Regions from separate parts of the Mus musculus genome. Here region 2 is linked to region 1. A link is a contact called in public HiChIP or PLAC-seq data. All regions are on one chromosome and are shown on one strand. Each heading gives the region's core, a stretch centred on a gene start, on an enhancer-like site or on the middle of the called end of the contact. The rest is flanking DNA. Distances are from core to core; before and after follow the strand shown. Region 1 holds the start of Wdr86 (WD repeat domain 86). Region 2 overlaps Gm33591 (a long non-coding RNA gene).

Region 1 (3,650 bases), core at 341-2,840:
AGACTCTTACCTCTACTCCCTCACCCCGCTCTTTCTCTCTTCCCATGTGTTCCCTGCTGGCCTCTCTTTCTGTCCTTTGTCTCCACTTCTCTGCCTTGTGGCTCTGTCTGCCTCTACCCCTCCTCCAGGTCCTAGCTCCCCTCGCCTCCTCCTAAATAAACCTCTCTTATACCATGTCTGTCTCGTAGTGTGTTTTCTCAGGGGTACACTTTGGTATGAGACTGCCAGGGACCCCCTACTCCTGCCGCTGCATTATATTCATAACACATACCACGTGACCCCTTGGAAATGTAGCTGCCCTACCTGACCCACTGCTGGCCAAGCTCTTCGAGGCTGTGAATGTGTTCATGCCACCTAGTCCTGGCTGTTCCCTAAAATCTTTTACAAGTCTTCCTCCTGAGAATGCAGGTCCCTGCATCCTCTGGCTCCTCTCTAGGTGAGCAGTCTCAGTTTCCTTATCCCACACCTCAGCATGCAGGACGCTTGCTCTAGGGTGCCCACTGCTCACACACTCCTACTCCCGCTGAGCTCTCCTGTGCAGCCAGCTACCCACCAGTCTTCGCACCGGGATGATGCAAATGCCTTCTAAAGGTCAGCGTACCAGATGAACTCAGGATGGGCCCTTAGTGGGCACTCTGGCTCCTGAGTCCTCTACCCTTCCTGTACTCACCAGCTCCACATTCCAGATCCCATCAAAACACTCCTTAACACCCTCAGCTGGCTCCTCAGTGTCTCCTAAGCTGATTGAGAGTTTGGAGAAAGAAAAAAGCCCATGTATTTGGTTGCGCCACTGCCACTCGGGGAATGAAGCCGGCTGTGCCGCGGGACCCATTCTGGGGTTTTCTTGGAATTGAATGGGGTCATCCAGAGTGATTAAGGCAGGTCATCACATCACCCCGAGGGCCGCCTCCTCTAAACCATCTCTTTCCAGCCTTTCTTTCTGGACTCCAAAAAGAGCCCTGGAGGGTTCGAGAAACTCTGCGATCTTTAGGACCTGGAGGATCAGAGTTGGGGGTCACCCTCCCCGCCCCCAGCAAAGTCAGCACCCGGAACTGCTCTAATAGGAACCAGCCGACTGAGCTCCGGGAGGGCTGCGGGCTGGGTATAGGATTCCTGCAGAGCTCAGTGGGACCTCAAAGGCGCGCGCCCAGCTGGGGGTGGGGTGGTGATGGGTGGAAGGGCGAACCTGACCTCTGGTCTTACCTCCAACCCCCAACGGCCAGGATCCAGCCTGGCCCAAGTAGAATTTGGGGTGTGCTTGTTATTTCCCAGAAAGGGCGTACTCGGGGTTCCGCAGCTTCTGCCCTTCATCGGGGGTCTCCTAAGACTCCAGACTCTTCGGTCCACCTCCTTCTTGCCTTGGGCTCTGGGGACAAGGTCAGCGAGAGTGACAGGGAACAGAATCCAGCCTAGGCAGTTGGAAGGGTCGTACATGAAGCACGTGGAAACGGTCCCCAACGAGGGACCCGGATAGCTTCTAAGTTCTGTTCCCGGAGGACGACCAGGGAGTCTTGGGGTGGGGGTTGGCGCGCGGCCCGAAAAGTGGGAGGGGACAGGTTGGGGGGTGGTCTCTGAGGAGGAGCCAGGCTGGATTGTATTGTTCCGCGCTCCGCTTCTCGGGTTCTTCTACCGGCTTCAGACCTGGTGGGCTCCTCTGCGCAGAAGCGCCCACCCCTCCTGAGCCCCGAGAAGGTTCTGAGTAGGGGAGGTCTCACCTGGGTCCTTGCATCGGAGCTGAGAGAGCGGAGGACACCGGTGGAGAGTCATAATCCTTGTTCCCCGCCGCACCTCGAGCCTTTGCAGGAACGAGGCGCTCTCCCACCCCCCACGATGGCCATTGCCTGGCCGAGCCCGGCCAGGACCACGAGCGGACGCTGGAGCGCCGCTCTCTAGCCGGGCTCAGCGCCTCTTTACCCCAGGCCAGCGATGGGGAGCAGCGGGTCGGCTCTGAGGGTCTGTGCGGACCACCGCGGGGGCATCAACTGGCTGAGCCTGAGCCCCGACGGGCAGCGCCTGCTGACGGGCAGCGAGGACGGCACAGCCCGCCTCTGGAGCACCGTGGACGGCCAGTGCTGCGCGCTCCTTCAAGGTAGATGGGCGCGCGTGCTCGCGACCTTTCCCGCCTCTTCACGCTCACCTGCACCGCACCCAGACCTCACTCTTCCGGGCCCCGCAGCCCCCTTCTGGAAGAGTAGGGCTCTAGCTCCTGCTCATCCAGGAGCTCCCCCAGCCCTTGAGCTCTTGGCGGGAAGCCGTGAGGAGCCCGAGTGTGTGGGTCGCACCAAAGCGCGCACCCCAATGAAAGATCCTTTTGTCAACCAGTCCCATGAAATCCTTACACGGAACCGGTGTTACCATGTTAGGGACTTGCCCAGGGCTGAAGGGCACCCTTGAGACTTGAACCCCCACTCCTCCCCACCCCCAAGCTCCTTGTTGGCCTCATTTCAAGTATGGCCAGAAGAAAGAGGATTGGTTCAAACTTCTGGGGAATAGGGAAGTCTATCTTGCATATTTGAAATGAAACGAGAACTATCATGCACGGAAATGCATAATGTGTCTTTCGTATCCACCTGTTGATTCATATTCTGTTCACTCTGGCCAGCCTTGTCTTGGGTGCTCCCACCCTGCATTATGGGGTGCCCCTGGCCGGCTGCTGGCCTTTGCAGTCGCACATGCGGACTAGAGGAGGCATGCCAAGGTTTTTGCACAGGTACCGCTCCTTATCTTCAGCTTTTCCTCCCTGATCAGCAAATGCTGGGTGGCCTGGCCCAAGCCCTTCCAGTGAAACAGTTACCTTCAAAACTGCTTCATTCCTACGCTATCAGTTTGAAGTGAAAACAGTATAAGGTAGTTCATGGCTCCAAAGGGAGGAACATTGAATTGACAGGTATTTGGGAGCTGGTGTGAAGATGGGGAATTGGCTACAAAGTGGTCCATATTCTAACCTCCACACACAACCAGTGTTCACTGACAGGCCTCACACAGGAGGAGAGCTGTTAGCTTAAGTAAAATATGTTGCTTCCCAAGGAAAGACTGTCTGGGGTTTTCAGGAGTTCGGGTTCTTAGGGCTAGCTCTAAGGATTCTCCCAAGGAGAACCTTAGAATTGGCCGTTTGTTTGATTTTGGTTTCTTTTTCTTTTTCTTTTTTTTTTTTTTTTTTTGGTTTTTCGAGACAGGGTTTCTCTGTGTAGTCCTGGCTGACCTGGAACTCACTTTGTAGACCAGGCTGGCCTCGAACTCACTTTGTAGACCAGGCTGGCCTCGAACTCAGAAATCCACCTGCCTCTGCCTCCCAAGTGCTGGGATTACAGGTGTGCGCCGCCACCGCCCGGCTTGATTTTGGTTTCTTAAGACAGAGTTCCTATCACCCTCAGGTCTCAAACTCACTGTCTTAGCCAGGGTTACCGATGCTACAATTAAGCATCCACAGCCAAATGCAAGCTTGGGAGGAAACTTTTATCACTAAAGGTAGTCAGGACTGGAACTCAAACAGAGCAGGAACCTGGAGGCAGGAGCTGATGCAGAGGCCACGAAGGGTGCTGCTTACTGGCTTGCTTATTATGGCTTGCTCAACCTGCTTTCTTATAGCACCCAGGACCTCCAGCCCAGGATGGCACCTCCCAAAATAGTCTGGGCCCTCCCCCATCAAT
Region 2 (4,129 bases), core at 602-3,101, 46 kb before region 1:
TCAGGCGGCTAGCTCTGCGGGCGACTTGGTTTGGCTGCTGGCGGCCGGCGTGGCTGGAGCACAGCAAGGCTTCCTGGTGGGAGGTTAGACACTTGGATCGGTAGAGGGAAACCCGCTCCATTGCTCCAGCAGAGCCGATCCTGATGGGAAGAGGCAGTCCATGGTTTTAAGGCATTTATTGTAGAAAGGCAGCGAAAAGGAGAGAGTAGAGAAGCAGAGGGTAGCCATGGACACGTGGGGGGGGGGAGAGGGGGAGAAGGAGGGAAGAGGTGAGAGTAAGAACAAGAGATAAGAGAGAGAGGAGGGGGCAAGCAGCCCCTTTTATAGTGGGCTGGGCCATCCTAGCTGTTGCCAGGTAACTGTGGGGATGGAGTCCAGACCGAATACCAGGAACTTGGACATTGCCTCCATGACTGATGGCCACACACACCTCTCTGCAGGGGGCTACGGGAGTCTGTAGCTGTGACAGGAGCCAGGGGCCCAGAGGGCGTGGCCAAACAACCCGCTGTCCCTTAGGGTCACCAGGATTCAAGGCCTGTGCTCTACCGGAGACCAGGCTGTCTGTGCACAGTTCACCGCCCCACCAGTGCCATTCTTCAACCACAGGAACAAATCCCTGTGTTCTTCTCAGGCTGGCCTTTCAGGAGAATGGGTTTACACAAGAAGATAATGGGAGGGCTGTGGAGATGGCTCAGTGGTTAAGAGCTTCCAGGGGACCTGGGTTCGATTCCTAGCACCCACATGGTGGCTCACAACCATCTGTAACTCTAGCCCCAGGGCTTCCACATCCTTCCTCTTTCTAGTTTTTACGGGCACCTGGTGAGCACACATATACCTCAGGCAAACATTCAATATGTTTTACTGACATGTGAGCTCTTATTAGGGAGACTCATAAAAACAGAGTGAATATTTCTAAGGTGTGTATGGAGGCTTAAGAGATAAGCGTTGTCTTAACCAGGTCTGTACAGAGACCCTGTCCTGACTTTAGGTCCCTTGCTGAGACAGTTTGCTGTGTGGTCCTGTGCTTACTGTATACAGCCCAGGCTGGCTTTGAATTCTCATTGTCCTGCCTCAGCCTGCAAGAGCTGGGTCTTCTTGTACTTGGGATGTAGGCTGCCTGCTCCACCCATGGCTCTCTACCTCCAGAGAGCATGACTGACAGCCTAAGGCCAGCCTGGACACACTCCGAGAACAGTGTCCTCAAAAAGAGCACCGAGTCACCCACAAGGAAGCTGCATTCTTCTTCTAAGAAACAGAATCCAGTGCCCACAGGTCCCTGCTGGGTTTGTTGGAACGTGTCTTTAATGTACAGCAGCACGAGGCAGGAGAGAGGGGAAATTGTGTGGCCATAGGAAGGGATTGGGGCCGCCAGGACTGGAGTCTGGTGGAGGTCTCCCGACAGCTGAGAAGCAAGAATTCCAGCACCTTTAACATTTCCTGAAGGCTGCTAACAGAGACAACATTCCTTTCAGAGAGAGGGAGAGAGGGAGAGAAGGAGAGAGGGAGAGAGGGAGAGAGGGAGAGAGGGAGAGAGGGAGAGAGGGAGAGAGGGAGAGAGGTCTAAGACAGCAGTGAACCTGCCCGTATACCAAGGCCTAAAGAAACTTGATTACTACCTCAAGACTCACAATTAGTATCTTTGTCCTCCCCAGCTATAAACCTGCAATTTTCTAGGAACCTTACAAGAAGAGCCATTTACTGTAAAAGGCATGTCTTAACACTTCAGCTAACCTTTCAGAGTCATGGTTTTCCCTTATCAGATTGTAACCATAAACAAAGCCTGTGTGGGAGGAGCTGCCCTAGAACCTCACTGTGGTAAAGGTGGGAAGGAGGAGGTGGGGAGGCTCCCTTAGAAACCTTTCAACTGAGCTCTTACTCACTAAGAGACGAGCAGAGAGGGGAGCTGGGCTCCCAGCAGCCACACCAGCTGGCTCACAAACGCCTGTAACCCCAGCTCCAGAGGATCTGACGCCCTCTTCTGGCCTCCGTGGGCACTGCACTCACACCTGCACAAAGTCATCTGGGTTAAGGTGTACTATAAAACTTCCAGGCTACAGAGCTGGCTCAGGACAAAGCTCTTACCTGTGGGATAGTGGTTAATACTGTCAACTGGATAGGATCTAAACTCACTTGGGAGACAAGCCTCTGGGCAGACCTGGGAGAGACTGTCTTGATTATGAAAGGAAATAAAACTTGAGACCTGTGATTCATGTAATGTATGTCAAATAGCCCAAAGAGTTGTTTGTGAGCTTTGAAACCTGGGGCTGAGAACATAGCAGAACAGACCAGGACATGCCCGGGCAGGCCCATCACCTCTCTATCTCCCACCCCTCTGACCTAAGTTAAATGTTAACAGGCTGCTGATGTTTAACTGGACCAATCATGTGAAACCGCGCCAATTCCTCCCCCAGCCCCACTCCTTTTCTATAAAAACCTTCCAAGCCTCATGGTCGAACCCACTGTCTCCTGTGTGAGATACGTTTCGACCCGGAGCCATTAAAATACCTCGTGTTGTTACATCAAGGTGTTGTGTTCTATTCATGATTCTTGGGTGCACGCCGAATCGGGAGTTGAGTGGGGGTTTCCCCACTAGGTTCTTTCATTTGGAGGCCCCAGTGAGATCTGCGTGACACCCAGGAACCCCGAAGGACCCCTTGGAGGTGCGTTTGTTTGTGTGAGCTTTGTATGTTGTCTGTTGTCTAAGTGTCTAAAGTGTGGCACTGCTGAATTTGTGTCTTAGTTTTTCAGTTCTGAGATTGTGGGTTTGAGCCCCACCTGTGTTACCAGTTCTGGTATTCTGTATTCTGGCAGCTGCCACTGTGGACCGTAAGGACCCTAGTGGCTGTGGGAAGACGACAGTCTATTTCCCCACAGGCTGCACCCCTGGAAGACATTCCGAGGGAGACCCTGGAGTGCCCGGGGTATGGAACAGTCAGGAGTACCTGGCTGTTGCCTGGCAGAGTGAAGAAGAGTGAGTGCTCTTCCTGCCAGAGGAGTGAACGTGGAATCCCACTCTGTCAGAGGTAGCGTTTGGCTGGTTGTATAAGTCCAGACACGGACGAGTGTGTTTGGATGTCTTAGTGTTTTCCGTCTTTGTTAGTGTGTTGTGTTTATTCTTATTCTTCACTATGGGACAGACCGTGTCTACTCCTTTATCTTTGACTAAGGACCATTGGACAGACGTTAGGGCTAGAGGACGAAATTTGTCAGTAATAGTAAAGAAAAGCCATAGATGACTTTCTGTTCCTCAAAATGGCCTGTTTTTGGAGTAGGTTGGCCACCAGAAGGAACTTTTTACTTACCCACCATAAGGGCCGTAAAGGCCATTGTTTTTCAGGAAGGGCCAGGGTCACATCCAGACCAGCAACCGTACATCACGGTATGGGAGGACTTGGCACGCTACCCACCCCCGTGGGTTCACCCATTCCTCCCACCTCTCCACCCTGGCACCAAGATCCTAGCCATCGGAGAAAATGGTGAGAAAGGGAAACCAAAACCATCGCTCGCTCGGGGGAGATGATGATCGCAGCAAACCAGTGACAAAACCCCCCAAGATCTATCCAGAGATTGAAGAACCCCCTGAGTGGCCCAACACCCCTCAACCCCCATTGTATGCTCCCCACCCCCAACCTTAAGCTCCCTCGGGACCCCTGCCTCAGGCCCTGGCCGGAGGAGGGGGCCCCTCCACAGGAACAAGGAGCCGGCGAGGAGTCGCCCCTGAGGGGCCTGCGGATTCAACCGTGGCGCTCTCCCTCAGGGCTATTGGGGCTCCCCCTGCTGATCCGAATAGTCTACAGCCCCTACAGTATTGGCCTTTTTCCTCTTCTGACCTCTATAACTGGAAAGCTAATCACCCCCCTTTTTCAGAGAACCCTGCAGGACTCACTGGGTTGTTTAAATCATTAATGTATTCACACCAGCCAACCTGGGATGACTGCCAGCAGCTTCTGCAGACTCTATTCACAACCGAGGAGAGAGAGAGGATTCTCCTCGAGGCTCCGAAAAACGTCCGAGACGAGGCTGGGCGCCCTGTCCAAACTCCAGCTGAGATAGATGAAGGATTCCTGCTAACCCGGCCCCGATGGGATTATAATACGGCACCAGGTAGGGAACGACTGTCCAATTATCT

Evidence for each region. HiChIP or PLAC-seq counts read pairs in DNA pulled down with a chosen protein or histone mark.
Region 2: an H3K27ac HiChIP or PLAC-seq map of extraembryonic endoderm stem cells shows a contact between it and region 1. The contact joins the enhancer-like site here to the promoter of Wdr86 in region 1. A contact is called at or near these places in 1 of 15 datasets of contacts at CTCF or cohesin (CD8 T cells), 4 of 484 Hi-C or Micro-C datasets (natural killer cells, neurons, stem cell-derived neural progenitor cells and 1 more), 6 of 115 datasets of contacts at active chromatin or transcription factors (the HL-1 cell line, embryonic stem cells, extraembryonic endoderm stem cells and 2 more) and 2 of 9 other capture datasets (adipose tissue and pancreatic islet).

Annotation. Positions count from the first base shown.
Region 1 is chr5:24,728,620-24,732,269 of GRCm38.p6, reverse strand. Wdr86 (WD repeat domain 86) reads left to right here and starts at 1,590. Exons shown (of 6, transcript NM_001081441.1): 1 at 1,590-2,089. The coding sequence starts at 1,927. Gm42231 (a long non-coding RNA gene) reads right to left here and starts at 1,280. Exons shown (of 2, transcript XR_880885.3): 1 at 1,204-1,280. RefSeq lists an enhancer at 427-1,716.
Region 2 is chr5:24,774,678-24,778,806 of GRCm38.p6, reverse strand. The region is part of intron 1 of Gm33591 (a long non-coding RNA gene); the gene reads right to left. Among named protein-coding and RNA genes, the nearest start is that of Crygn, 19 kb to the right of the region's middle. Within about 2 kb of position 1,851, at least 51 of the 459 cell types and tissues checked have an H3K27ac peak or open chromatin away from gene starts, as enhancers often do. A contact at or near this core is called in CD8 T cells, extraembryonic endoderm stem cells, natural killer cells and 1 more, where this site is marked.